Linked DNA regions of Bombyx mori: region 2 is linked to region 1. A link is a contact called in public Hi-C data. All regions are on one chromosome and are shown on one strand. The core of a region is the stretch at or near the end of the contact, and the rest is flanking DNA. Distances in the headings are between cores, read along the strand shown. Region 1 has its middle 27 kb from the start of LOC119629723. Region 2 overlaps LOC101736914 (homeobox protein cut).

Region 1 (6,889 bases), core at 9-2,508:
GGTCCTACCACCGGTAATTACGCAAATTATAGTTTTGCGGGTTTGATTTACCCTATAGACCAATGAGGCGATGAAGAAGATGAAGCTTTCACTATTCACCCTCATTCTGTAGAGTCTAAGGAATCTCCCTTGAACATGTTCGCCTCAAAAAACGTAAAACAAAACCGGATTCGATGATGAGAATCGTTCGACATAATGTCGCCGGCGGTTCGTAATGTCGCCGGCTCTACGCGGGTACCGACCGACAAATCCGATAATGTTTGGCGTACAAAGTTGCCAGCGATTACCGCAGCGAAAAACCCATTTTGCCGCTCGATATACCAGCCGTATCAAGATGAGAGCAATTAAAGGTCGGGCGTTTAGGGAACACGAAAGGAATGCTCATAGATGTGGCGATTTCCCACTACCAGGTTTCTTTAAGCTGACGTTTAAACACTTACGATTATCTCTTATATTTGGGCTTAATGATTTATTACAACTTTTGAAGCACGGCCATACAAAACAAACGGACATTCTTCTTCAAATTCGGAACTAGTCGAATAGTTGATAGCATTGTAACGACAGACTATCTAATATTCAATCTCATGTTTACATCATTCTAGATGTAACTTCGATAATATGTGAAGTCTTGGATGTGCCTAATCCTTTATCTCTATGCCTTAGTTAAGTCTAGATTTGACAAATATATGCCGCATCTATTTTTTCTTACATCACGAACTGAAACCGAATTGCGCATAGCGTTTTTACGGCATTCGGCGGAACCGTATGACTAGACGCGTCGGATCATTAATCCTCGTGTTTCAGATGTGAGCGGAGAGGTAAAAATTACGCTCTCGGATACAGGCGGAACGTGAACCGATTAAAATCTGTGTTTTATTTAAAGTAATGCGTCTTCGAAGAACATAGAACTGAATGCAGAGTTTAAATTTAAAATATCGTTGTTTATAAATCAAATAAATAATTAATAACAGTAATATTAACTTTCTTTTAAATTCAATTTTAAGTCTCATAAACATAAAGTATGTTTCAGGTTGTCCTTCTTGCATATAGGCCTTGTCCAGAGTTGACTTTTTCCCTAGATAATCGCTGGCAGCTTATGAAGCTATTGCAGCTACGCACGGCTTGGTAGATGAACCCACGGATCTCAACTTAGGAGGACTTGCTAATACTAGCCCTAGCTAGTGTTCTACTGTACTAGCAAGTGTTCTTGCACTGAGCAAGTGTAGTAACTATAGATCGCGGTAACCCTTTATGCCACCCAGGTTCTGACCTCGCGTGAATTAGACGCTTGGGCGAGAGTGCTGAGGGGGAGTCGTTTAGTTGATACGACCCTAAATTCCATCCCTAGGGCCCGCAGTCCACTCCCAACATCTAGGGACCGTCCAGTCCGACATATTTTTAAGATGCGGGGATATTGCAGGAGGTTCGGTCCCCCGTCCAAAAAAAAGGTACATACATCTCATAATCCAAGCAACGGATGTTTCAAGATGCTTTTGGCACCAAAATGTCGTAATAACAATTGACAAGCCTATCTTTAATTATTAAGCATCAAAGCTCTGTAATTAGTTCAGTCTACCCCGATATTCATAGCAATCGCTTCGAGCAACAAAACCTGAAGCTTCGTTTATCGGAAACAAAAAAAAGCTACAATTAAATGAGCATTAGTATTTTAGTCAACAAAATTAAGGAACTCATTTAAAATCAACTTAATCGTAAACGAAATAAGAACTATTTCTCCCGTATATGAGGTTATAAATAATTTGAGATTATCAAGATTATTTGCTATTGAAATATAGTTCTTAACGTAACAGCATTAGGTGCAAATAAATAAACAAGTTTTTTATTATTGTGGATTAAGTATGTGTTGCTTTGGAATGGATTATTATTGTAAATTATGCCTAACTATTAGTTTAAAAGGTGTTATTTAGATGCTAATAGAACTTTTTACTGGTGGTAGGACCTTTTGAGTCCGCACGGGTAGGTACCACCATCCCGCCTATTTCTGCCGTGAAGCAGTAATCCGTTTCGGTGTGAAGGGTGGGGCAGCCGTGGTACTGTAAAACTAAGACCTTAGAAATTACGTCTCAAGATGGATGGCGCATTTACGTTGTAGATGTCTATGGACTCCAGTAACCACTTAACACCAGGTTGCAGGAGCAGGTGTAAGCTCGTCCAACCATGTAAGCAATAAAAATAAAAATAAACTTTGTCTATCTGGTTTTGGTATTTATTATTATTATCAGAGTTATAGCGTTTGAATCGAATCATTAAACAGATATACTACTCTCATCTACCACCTTTCGAAGCTGCCACTGCTAGGACTTAAGACACACGCATCATACCACAAGATCGTGAGAGTTAATAAATATATAATTCCCATTTAAAAAAAAAAAATCAAGGTAATTAGCGGCAATTATCATGTACTATCTGTGGATTCTGGTAACCACTTAACATCAAGTGGACCCTGAGCGCATCAAACTAGAGTGATAAAAGATTAAATAAATATAACTATACTGAGACCTTAGAACTTATATCTCAAGATGGGTGGCGCATTTACGTTGTAGATGTCTATGGGCTCCAGTAACCACTTAACACCAGGTGGGCTGTGAGCTCGTCCACCCATCTGAGCAATAAATAAAAAAAAAATGTTTTACAGTAACATCACATTGTAACCTGAAGGATCAAAATCTACTGCTGGAACTAGAATTTAAGATAGATCGAACTCTCTTCGAACTATGTTGAATCCACTTTATTCCCGATGTGAGTTAAATTAAGATTTATGACCCGTTTGCATCCACTGAGCATTTGTGTGCGAGTAACTAAACACTGGAGCTGACAGTGAATAAAATATTATTTCTTATTACATATTAACTGACCCGGCAGACTACGTAGTGCCTCAATCCATAAATAAAAGACCTAAGCTTCTGTATAAAATAAACTTAAAATAAACAAAGGAATCCGTCCGACGAGGGACACATTAAAGGAAAAACAAAATTGTTATTTTTATTTAATTCATATTTATCTACCTTTTAAACCTTCTCTGGACTTTCCCATATAATTCAAGACCAAAATTAGCCAAATCGGTCCAGCCGTTCTCGAGTTTTAGCGAGACTAACGAACAGCAATTCATTTATATATATATATATATATATATAGATTAGTTATCCAAAGACTTTAAGCGGTGGAAGGAGCTTACTGCTAATATCCTTCAAATTAGCATTGTGGCAAAATATAGTATTACTTGATATTTAAGAATGAACGCCCATCTTTCTATACTCTAAACGTTTTCCTAACAAGGTTGCCTTAAACATATCGCTCAAAATTGCAAAGATATTTGTAAATTATTATTTTTCACATGGACTGTGCCGACTTTAAGCCCTTCGCAGTTTTCATAGGCTCACCTATGCTAATATTGTGAATAGAAAACTTTGACCAATACATTTTCACGCCCAAACCACTATACTAACTAAGAATTAGAACACGGAATTAAGTAGTTTGAATTTTGAGAAATAATATACCTATATTCTTACCTCATATTTATAACTTTCGTCCCACTGTTGAGCACATGTCTGCATCTATGCGATATAAAATATGAAATGCAAAAGTGTACGGTAGCATAGTTGTGATTGGTAAGTAAGCTAGCATATATAATATATAATGTTTAATTTCCTGCCGCAAATTGGGAGTTACTCTTTGAAAGTTTAAGATCTTTTCTGAACAATAGTAATTGAGATTTTTTTCACGGTAGATATAGATTGAGCAACACCATTGAACTAAAAAACTGCAATAGTGGTTAGTATTGAAGAGCGTTTGACTGATTTGTGCTCATCATACGATTTAGTCCATGAGCTAAGTCTAGTTAGAGGGGCAATTAAATCATCAAGTAACAAGTAACTGAGCCCCATTCAAACACGCCTTTAAATATGTCGCTTCCCACCTGTTGGTAAGTGCTGTAGACACATGTACTTTACAGGTTGACACGGAGCCCCCTTGAGAGTAAGTCGGGAACTTGCAACTAATTATTTAAACTGTCATTTGTATTCGAATGCTTCTATCAGATCCTGTTTAGTTAAAACGTGTTTAGTTAATGTCAGTAAATAGTGGTTTTTCATTGTAGATATTTAGTTCAATCATCATTAAATTAATTTTCAATCATCAGCATCATCATCTCAGCCTTTCCACTGCCCACTGCTGCACCTCTTCCAACTGATCTCCAGTGCGGCCGATTCAATACCACCTGTATTCAACGTGACCCAGCGATTGTCACTAGGTCGTGGGTCTATCTGGTAGGGGGTTGTCCCACACTGCGCTTGCCAGTACGTGGTCTCCACTCGAAGATCTTTCTGCCCCATCGGCCGTCCGATCTTCATGCTATGTGACCGGCCACTGCCACTTCAGCTTGCTAACCCTATGGGCTATGTCAGCAGCTTCGGTTCTTCTACGGATCTCTTCATTTTTGATTGGGTTTCATAGAAAAATATCAAGCATAGCTCTCTCCATAGCTCATGCGACACTAAGCTTCCTAAAAAGATTGTCAATGATGTCAAATAATTAACGTGGAAGTAAGCTGTAAAAGTAGTTAGTCTGTGGGTACAGTTTAGCGTACTATTGGCGGTAAGAGTTACATAAATTAGGCACTAATTTCGTTTTGTTTATCTTGTAGTTTTCGATAGGATTGCCATTTTGCTGAACCATCTCTATGTCTGTATCTTGTAGCTTAATTTTCATGTTCGTGTCAGTATGAGGCGACATCGAAATTATTTGCGCGAATTTTTTAGCAATTAAAATTTCGAGAAGTGGTCCGGTGAAAAAAAAAAACAGCCAAACTTTCCTTTTAAGACTCTCGTCTATAGCTCGTCTCGGGCGAAAACTTTCAACTTCCAAACATCCCCTAAAACGAGGTAACGCGAGAAACAAAAAAATGTTATCAACAAAACGTTGAACCGAAAAATATTTGTAATATTTGACGAACTCGAACCGCGGGCAATGTTTTTGAATTACGTTCAAAAACAGCAAAAAAAAAAAAAACGGGGATTTTCGGTGGTCTCTCTTTTTTCCGACTGCGGTCTTTTTGAGAAAGAAAATTTTTTTTCTGCGTGCCCGCGTAAACTTTTTGCGGCGGAAAGGAGCTTTGTGCCAACTCTTTTTTGTTTGTTGAAAAACACATAATTTTTTCGTTTTGTTGTTTAATAAACGTGTCGAATGTGTTAGAATTAATGTTTCGGAAAAGCTCTTTTTTTAAGCTTTTTCGTGTTTAATTATACGAGTGGACATCTCCAGTGGTCTCATGAAATGAATATTCTATTGTTTGACGATAATAAAAGACTGTTATGTGACCGAGTCAAAATATTATATCGAGCTTGGTTGTAAGCAATTGCTCATGAATCTCAGTAATGCCATGGGCACATCCAACCTAGCGCTTCTTTTTAGACCTCACTCAAAGATGGACATGTCATGACGGTCAGAAGACAGAGACGAGGAGTTTGCTCCAAACTCGGATGGTAAGCGGTTTAGGTGAGCGCAGTGATTTCAGGTTTTATAAATGAGTTATACTCCAAGGCGGGTTGTACTTTAGACAAGATGACGACATTTCCGAAAGCTAACTGCGATCCCAAAATAATATGATATCATTTTCTGTCTTTGTTTCATTGGAGACCCGATGAGCTTACATTCTAATAGTTTTTTAGATGACAGTTTACGCACGGTAAGACGTATTGTACGCTCGCAGACATCACTGTCCTGTCCTGCCCTGTTCCTTTTTGAAGAGTGGGATAGTCGTTACATAATCAAATTAGAATTAAACCAGAAGTCTCGACGTTCAGAAAATTTCTAAAAAAATTAAATAAAAATCCTACCTATCCCTTGAGAGGCTATATCAGCGTTACCCTAGCGTGTAGGTGAGCTCTTGGGGCTAAAACCGAAGGTGTTGCTAACACTGGCCCTAGCAAGAACAGTGCTTCGCAGAATCTACCACCGGATCGAAAAACGCAACCCACTGAGAAGATCCGGCGAGAAACTCAGTGGGCTATGTCTGTTGGTTAATTTATTCGCCGAGCCCTTCGTCGCTAGCAACGGGTTCAGCAAGGAGGGTGACCGGTGCTTGAGGTACCTAAAAGCACCGAAATTTCTAAGGCTCCGGACACCAATTACGTTACATAATAAATGCATCGTAGTTGTTGCTCTTACTTCCTCGTCATCCGTCTAGCATCCTCATCTTCATCCACCTCACCCACTCTACCTTCCATTTGAAGGCCTGTTGAAGTAATCACGGGTTCGTTCTCAAGGACCAGCCGGTGCAGCTTAATCTAATTTATTAATGTCGGTTATAAAACCCGTTAAAAAACCGTCTATAACATTGCAATGGCAGAGTCTATGGCATTGCAATGTCGCCATCGCGCCGCACCCTCCTGGAGACGAGGCATTGACATCTCCGTGCTATTATCATATCTGTCTTATTCAAATTCCACTTAGTAAAACACCTAATAAGATTTAGCTTAAGGTGAAATAAAGATGTATACACACTATTAGAAACTTTAAATTATAATATCTTTTTTTATTATAAGACCTATTAGGATACATAAATGTGATAAAATTAATAAACTGTATACCGTTTCGTGTTTATATAAATCAAATTCAAGCTTTAGCAAATCATTAAATACGTCCTCAACGCTTACGGATGCAAAATACCATATTTTAGAAACTATTAGTTTGTGAGTTCAACGCTGAATGTAAAACTTTATAGATAATGTTCTTAGCAGTTCGATGTGATTTTAATAAGAGTAATTTATCATTTATTCAAATATGAACAGCGATTATTAGTTCAAAGTATAGTACGTATAGTTTTGGGTTACATAAAATGTATACTATAATAGCCTCTTTCGTTCGAAAT
Region 2 (6,812 bases), core at 1,002-3,501, 360 kb before region 1:
CGACGGGAGACACATCAAAGGAAAAACAAAATTGTATTTTTTTTTTATTCCGAGCATTTTCATATTTACACCTTTTAAACCTCCTCTGGACTTCCACAAATAATTCAAGACCAAAATTAGCCAAATCGGTCCCGCCGTTCTCGAGTTTTAGCGAGACTAACGAACAGCAATTCATTTATATATATATAGACTTCTTTTAGTAGAATCTAAAATCTTCGAAGTAGCTATCGGCTAGCTAGCAGCACAGACATAGTGGAGGTTAGTTCACTCTTCCGAACGTCACGCGGAATGAGTTTTCCTGTGTTGAATAGCATTTGTTAGTTTTTAGAACGACAAAGAGGAGATCTTTCACGGCGAGGATGTTACTGCTGGGCAGAGCGAAAGTCCGAATGCTGTTGCACGGAACTTTTATTTTTATACATACAAGGTTTGAAAATGTTGTTAACGCGATTCAAGTTTTTGCTAGACTCGTTGTTCTACTGTACGATACTCACTCGCTGCAGAGAATAGTGAAACTGTGTGTGTGTGTGACAATAGCTTAACATAAGTTAATAAAAATGTTATAAGCCGTGTTTAAATCGAGTTCCGAATTTTAATTTAAATATTTGTATTTATAACAGACAAAATAAGTATTCGATACTCATCCGATTATTATGTTAAAACATCCGTTATGTGTATGGTAGAATCGTATCATTAGCATGTACACCATGCACGTTCAAACCGCGACAACTCAATATAAATAAGTTTCTTTAGGTTTTATGGGCATTACAGTTGTGTGCTTCACAGACACGATCGCTAGATTTAGCTTAAATTTTTATTTGAAACTTTATAACTATAGCGGAGATAGAAAAAAACCTTCTTTTTCTGAATTAAATATGCAGATCATTGTGGCATATGTAAAATATATTTCGTAATATAAAACGGAGAGAAACATACAGTAATTTGCATATACGTGTAACGTAAGTATATATCCTTCGACACACGGTACGTCAATAAATTTCAACACACGTCTATTAATGCCTTTGATCTTGTTGCAGACATTTTGTTATTCAGTAAACGGCCCGCGGACAATTACCGCGACGTGCCTCAGAGAATTGTCAAAAACTGAGGTTGTTTCCACTAGATCGTGACGAGATCGCAAACGCCATTTTGTGGCACGTCACCATCGGCAACATGGCGCTCGATACGCTGCTCAATAGTATTTACTCATCTATACACTAATTTGTTGTGATCAATCTAGTTCAGTTCCCGCGACTTGTATGTTATTCGGATGTTTTATGAAGAACTAAATAATATCTGTTTTTATGTGGTCATTACGATGAGCATTTTTGAAGAATATAAAAAAAAACTAGGCGCTCAATTAACGTCGTCCGGTCACGGAAGTTTTAAATTTATCGGTCGTTGTTTGATCGCTTCGGAGCGAGTTGCAGGTCGCCGGGAAACCAGGGAAAGTGTAAATTCGAGTGGCAATAACATAATTCAGGGATAACGATAAAAACGAAGAAATTATTTGTTTATGCGACATTAGGTCGCGTGCGGACACGCGAATCGTACTTCCTTCGTGACCATTATTGATTAATACGAGTCGTATGAATATTCAGAACGTTCCGAAGGTACAGAGGGAGGTGCCCTAAATTACTCTGTCATTGTGACATAGTAAAAAATGCCATTGAAATAATATAAAGGAACATGTAGGATCGTAATGGGGAACGTGTTTCCGGGATTGTAAATCAAGTTGGCGGGTAGTCGTAAGAAAGGGGTGAGAAGTGCTCGCTCGGTACGTCACTCGCGCGATCGATGCTTATTTGCATTCGAGTCGCCGGCGCGGACGGACGTCAGGGCCGCTCGAAAGTGTCGCAAACCATTAAAAAATGGCCTATTTGAATTGTTAATGCGATGCAAAAGAAGAAGAAATAGTTGCATAAGCAAATAGCGCGCTGGAAATTAGATGTCCAGTATACGACATGCCGAATGAACAGATATTATACGTGGGAGAAAAGTAGCCAAGAGATTATTGAACGACAGTCGAAATGATGTTGGATGCTTTGTAAAAAAATAGTTGAAAATTATTTAATGATATATATTTAGTACAGCGAGCTTTCTATCGCCGGGTCATTGCGTGAGGAGGGCCCGGTGATCGGGATCGCGTGTCTGCCGGCAATCTACCGCGCCGGGGGCACCGACCACAATTGATTCAATACCGGAGAGAATCACAACGATTCTGTGACGCACAGCAAATACTTTTGTAACGATTCTATGTACTTTAAGGAAAACACATTTGATATCACACCGGTACGGTGCGCGCTCTTCAAGCGAACGGTAGCAGCTTTGAGATTGAACGAGTGACATTGTTTTCAATTTTCTTCAGTTGAGTTGTGTTTTCCGTACTAACAACCTCGCGATTTGAAGCGACTCGTTGTACAAATGAAAGGCGAACCAAGAAAAAGAAAATTCAGTTTTTTTTTCGCCAAAAATGTGCTTTTGTTTTAGAAAATTATAGTAAACGATCTAAAACATAATTGCTCTTAATAGAACTGAGCTTAGAAAATATTTCCAGGGCGTGCCCGGTCTCAAACCAAACGACCCGAGGAGCGTTACAAGTAAACGCTTCGAACGGAAAAATAAAAACTAAATAAATCCACAGCGACATCGTAAAAGTGTAATAAAATGTAACACTATCGCTTCTCTCCTGTTCATGTTAATCATATGATTTCATAAGTATTTACGAAAATAACTTTAAAAAAAAACCGTTTAAATGTGTCATAGAAAAGTCTTAAAAAATCTACTTTTGTGAATTTCGTTTTATGCCGGAGGAAATTCAGGATAACGTTTAGTACCCTCACAAGTTTTGTAGATTTGGAATTGCTTCTTTTTTATTATCTTCAAAAGGTAATCAGAATGAATTCTAAGAAAAATTTCGATTGTGATTTTTAAACATTAAAGCTAGTTACGCGGCTAGTTAGAGCAGCTCTGACTATATATCTCCCACAAAACGATTCTGATTTGAAAATGACGTATGATGGACGACTTGGATGTACCTGATGAGGTTGCCTAGCGCGAGTTGGACATAAAAAAAACCTGAATGCTGTAAATATTAAGAGAGTAGAGAGAGCAATAATAGCGTGTAGTTTGATTATGAGAGAGGAGGGCTCTCTCTCGCAAACGTCCGTAGTTTTTAACTAGATTCGATAATCAATTTTGTCTGAGCGCCGAGTGCACATTCATAGTTACATTTTATATTATTTATTCGATTTTTTTCTGGAATTTGTAAATCTATCTATACTTAATATTATAAAGCTGAAGAGTTTGTTTGCTTGAACGCGCTAATCTCAGGAACTACTGGTCCGATTTGGAAAATTCTTTTAGTGTTAGATAGCTCATTTATTGAGGAAGGCCAATACAAGTGGAGCACCAATAAATAATGTTTCAAAATAGGGGTTTCAAACTAGCTCCTTAACATTCTATAATTCCAAAATAATTTAACTTTCTACGTAAATGAAGTGGGGGTAAAATTTAGCGTTATGCCAAAGTAACTATTCCACGCAAGCGGAGTCGCAGGCAGAAGCTAGTTTGAAACAAAACTCATTATTTTGTTTGTTATTGACAGCTTAAACAACAAACTGTGGGTCATGATCATATTGTATTCGCTTCAGCTGACGTGTCGGCCGAATGAACCCAGAATCCGGATATCACGAGTCTTACTTTGTGTTCTATTTTATATTACAATTTCTGACGTTTTCAATACTTTAAAATTTTCATGGATAATTTATTATTCCAACTACCGCCAACTTATAGAAAATTTGAGCCTGAGTTTAAACCGTATGTAATATCCTTGTCATTATGATTTTACAATGCTATTTTATTTTCTATACAATTACTAAAAATAATATTGAATACTATAACATTAGAAGTTTTCTGGGCAACCGTTGTCGAATTGTTTTGGCAACGGTTGTACAAAGGTATGCATTAGTAACTCGTAGAAGTGGATCTATGGATAGAGCTTGTATCGATTCCCAGGAGAACACAAAACTTTTTACCGGTATCCGGGGAAGTGTTCGCGTCAAGTCTTTTAATGTAATAACCGAATTCCACCGTCATCGTACCCCCCGCCCCCCGCCCCCCGGGGAACAATACCAACACTTAATTACACACTCGGCTCATAAAGTGCAGCAGCAAAGTGTTGGATACAAATTTCAAATAATCTTTTTCGATATATGTAGTTTAATTTCGCGTACTGCTCGATGTTTAATGTGATAGAAACTTATTTAAAATCCTTTTTTCATAAACTTGTTGCGATAAATATCAATCAGTCTACTTGTTCATACATGGCAATATGCCTGCGAAGTATTTGATCGGTCACCAATCACAAAATAATAAATGGTGACATTGAATATTGAAAATATGTATTGGCAACATTCTAACGGTCGACCTGAATTCAAAATAATTCCAAAATCGAAATTCTTGGCGCCAAAACCGTCCCATCTCCATTTTGTTGTGCCGCATTTAAAACAACAGTTTAATAGGAAATTAAGTGTTCCCTGAATTATTATTCGTGTTAATGAATTGCACACGTTTCCCTGCCTGTTTAAATCACAGTTCTGTCACACGGGATGGCCTGTTTAAGCTGTCAGTGCGGACACGATTTGTGTTCGGCCATCTTACATCTTTGCTCCGTTGTCTTGCATAATTAGCGGGGATTAATGAGAGCTCGTGAATGACTCGCTATTCCGATGTGATGTACGTGTTAATTCGGTGGATAACAGATATAAACGTAAATATAAACGGTTAACTCAATAATCGCTTGCGGACTGCGGTCGTCTTCTGTATCGAATACTTCCCAGCCTGATTAATTACAAATATCATGTATACATATGTAGGTATTAATTTATTAAGAAGACTTTTTGTCTCAATACAAATAATGTTTCGTTGATTTTTATGATATAATTCTAGCTAACAAATTGTTGTATCACGTGATTGTGAGTACAGTCATATACATAATAATATGCATTGGCCAACCGCTGAGAAGTTTTTTTCAAACCTGGCTTAAAGACAGAAGTGTCGTAGTGATTCCCCAGGGCAATTACGAGAAGGGAAATCCATTACGTATTTTAAGAAGTAAGACAGTAACTATTCATTGCGTTTACAAAAAATCCAAGTAATTTGAAAACCATAAACCAATAGATTAATAATGGAAAAGTACAACCACCTCCACGGTACATTAAATGTGTTAATTGATAAACTTGTACATCCACTATCGATCACCAGAGACAACCAAGACTTTACTAAAAAGTTGGATCTGTGTTACAATGTTGCCAGTATTAATCCGTTAGCCGGTCCTTAGTCGTTGTATTCGATGCGGCCCTGGCTCCTGATGGCGTGTCGTTTCGCAATCAATCGCTGTTTTAATCAATAAGCGGCTGTCTGTGCACCGATCGACGCATTAATGACCGTTATAGTTCGTCTCGTCTCGTCACGCTAAATAATTTTTAAACAATATCTTATTTGTAGATATTTTTAGCTTCGCATGGACCAATAAATGCTAAAAAATATATTTTGCTGTTTTGTAATATTTTTAAGAAAATCACCACTATTATATTTTTTGGACGAATGGATTTAAGCAAGTAATCTTTAAGCCTATAGTTTATATGATGTTATTCATAAAAACATGTCTTATGTTAAGTTTTGCCGCTAATTTCGGATTCAAACAGCGTTCACTTTCGCTTTTCCTCCTCAAGTGTACAAACTAGACGATAATTTTATTAACAATCGTGTGTGCTGGACATTATTATTTTTCTGGGCTTGTTTGGCTCGCTCGGGTCGGTTCCGTTATCTAGCCAATTTCTGCCGCAATGCAATTATGAGGTTATGTTAGATGTGATGCCAATGAAATTTCTAATGATTTTCATATAATGTCTAAAGTCAAGAGAAGGAAATTGATGTTTTTAATGTCTATAGACTGCAGCGAATGTTAATTTGAAGTCTTAGATGCCATGAGTGTGTTTCCAGTTTGAGTCAGTAGTAAAATGCAGTGTTATGGAGTGATTTAACGTAATTCATTGTCAATATCGTTCAAGCATGATGTATTTTTGTCGTTTCTAGCAGCTACAAGTGTATCGCCGTTGACTTGTTGTATCGGCGCAGCGCATTAGTCGGCGCGGCTTGTCGCGAGTGTGTGTCCGCTTTATTAGTCTTAAGCGCAGTTAGTGTTTAATAGTCGGCCTAAAATAGAGCGTTGAAATATTACAGCCGACTTCAATGATATTGTTAACGTATTCGCTCGCATATTTCGAAGCCATTCTGCTGCTGCAAGGAAGGGGTTGCTTTTTTAGATTATTAGTAAAGTTTTATCGGTATGACGACATCGCTGTCTTCCTCTGATACTGCCTGTTAAATGCTCTATGAACACGACTAATGTTTATCGCCTCCAAAGATTCCTTAGATCGTTACTTGGCGAGGCCACAATATATTTCCAATATTCAACATATATAAAAACGCCTTCGGATCTTAACTTGGATTTGGATTTTTAAAAGTGATTAAATCCGTGTGAATGACGCAAGCACGCGACTTTGAGCCCGTGCGGCACGGGCACACCCGCCCTGTCTCCCGTGCTCCGTGACGCAGCCGTCTTCCCTTTAGTTTAACTTAACTTTTTAACTACCTATGTATAGGCAGGCAGCGGCTTGGCTCTGCCCCTGGCATTGCTTAAGTCCATGGGCGACGATAACCACTCACCATCAGGTGGACCGTGTGCTCGTCTGCCTTCAAGGGCAATAAAAAAGAAAAAAAGTACTAATTTAATAATATCTTGTAAT

What was found. A called contact is a pair of places that touch in the nucleus more often than the background predicts.
Region 2: a contact with region 1 is called in a Hi-C map of posterior silk gland, with 2.2 times the contacts expected there. The contact joins two enhancer-like sites. A contact is called at or near these places in 2 of 7 Hi-C or Micro-C datasets (posterior silk gland and whole pupa).

The regions. Positions count from the first base shown.
Region 1 is chr16:13,717,035-13,723,923 of ASM3026992v2, reverse strand. No RefSeq gene overlaps it. Among protein-coding and RNA genes, the nearest start is that of LOC119629723, 27 kb to the left of the region's middle. Within about 2 kb of position 1,258, at least 1 of the 8 cell types and tissues checked has open chromatin away from gene starts, as enhancers often do.
Region 2 is chr16:14,080,355-14,087,166 of ASM3026992v2, reverse strand. All of the region lies in intron 5 of LOC101736914 (homeobox protein cut), which reads right to left. Among protein-coding and RNA genes, the nearest start is that of LOC101740625, 16 kb to the left of the region's middle. Within about 2 kb of position 2,251, at least 1 of the 8 cell types and tissues checked has open chromatin away from gene starts, as enhancers often do.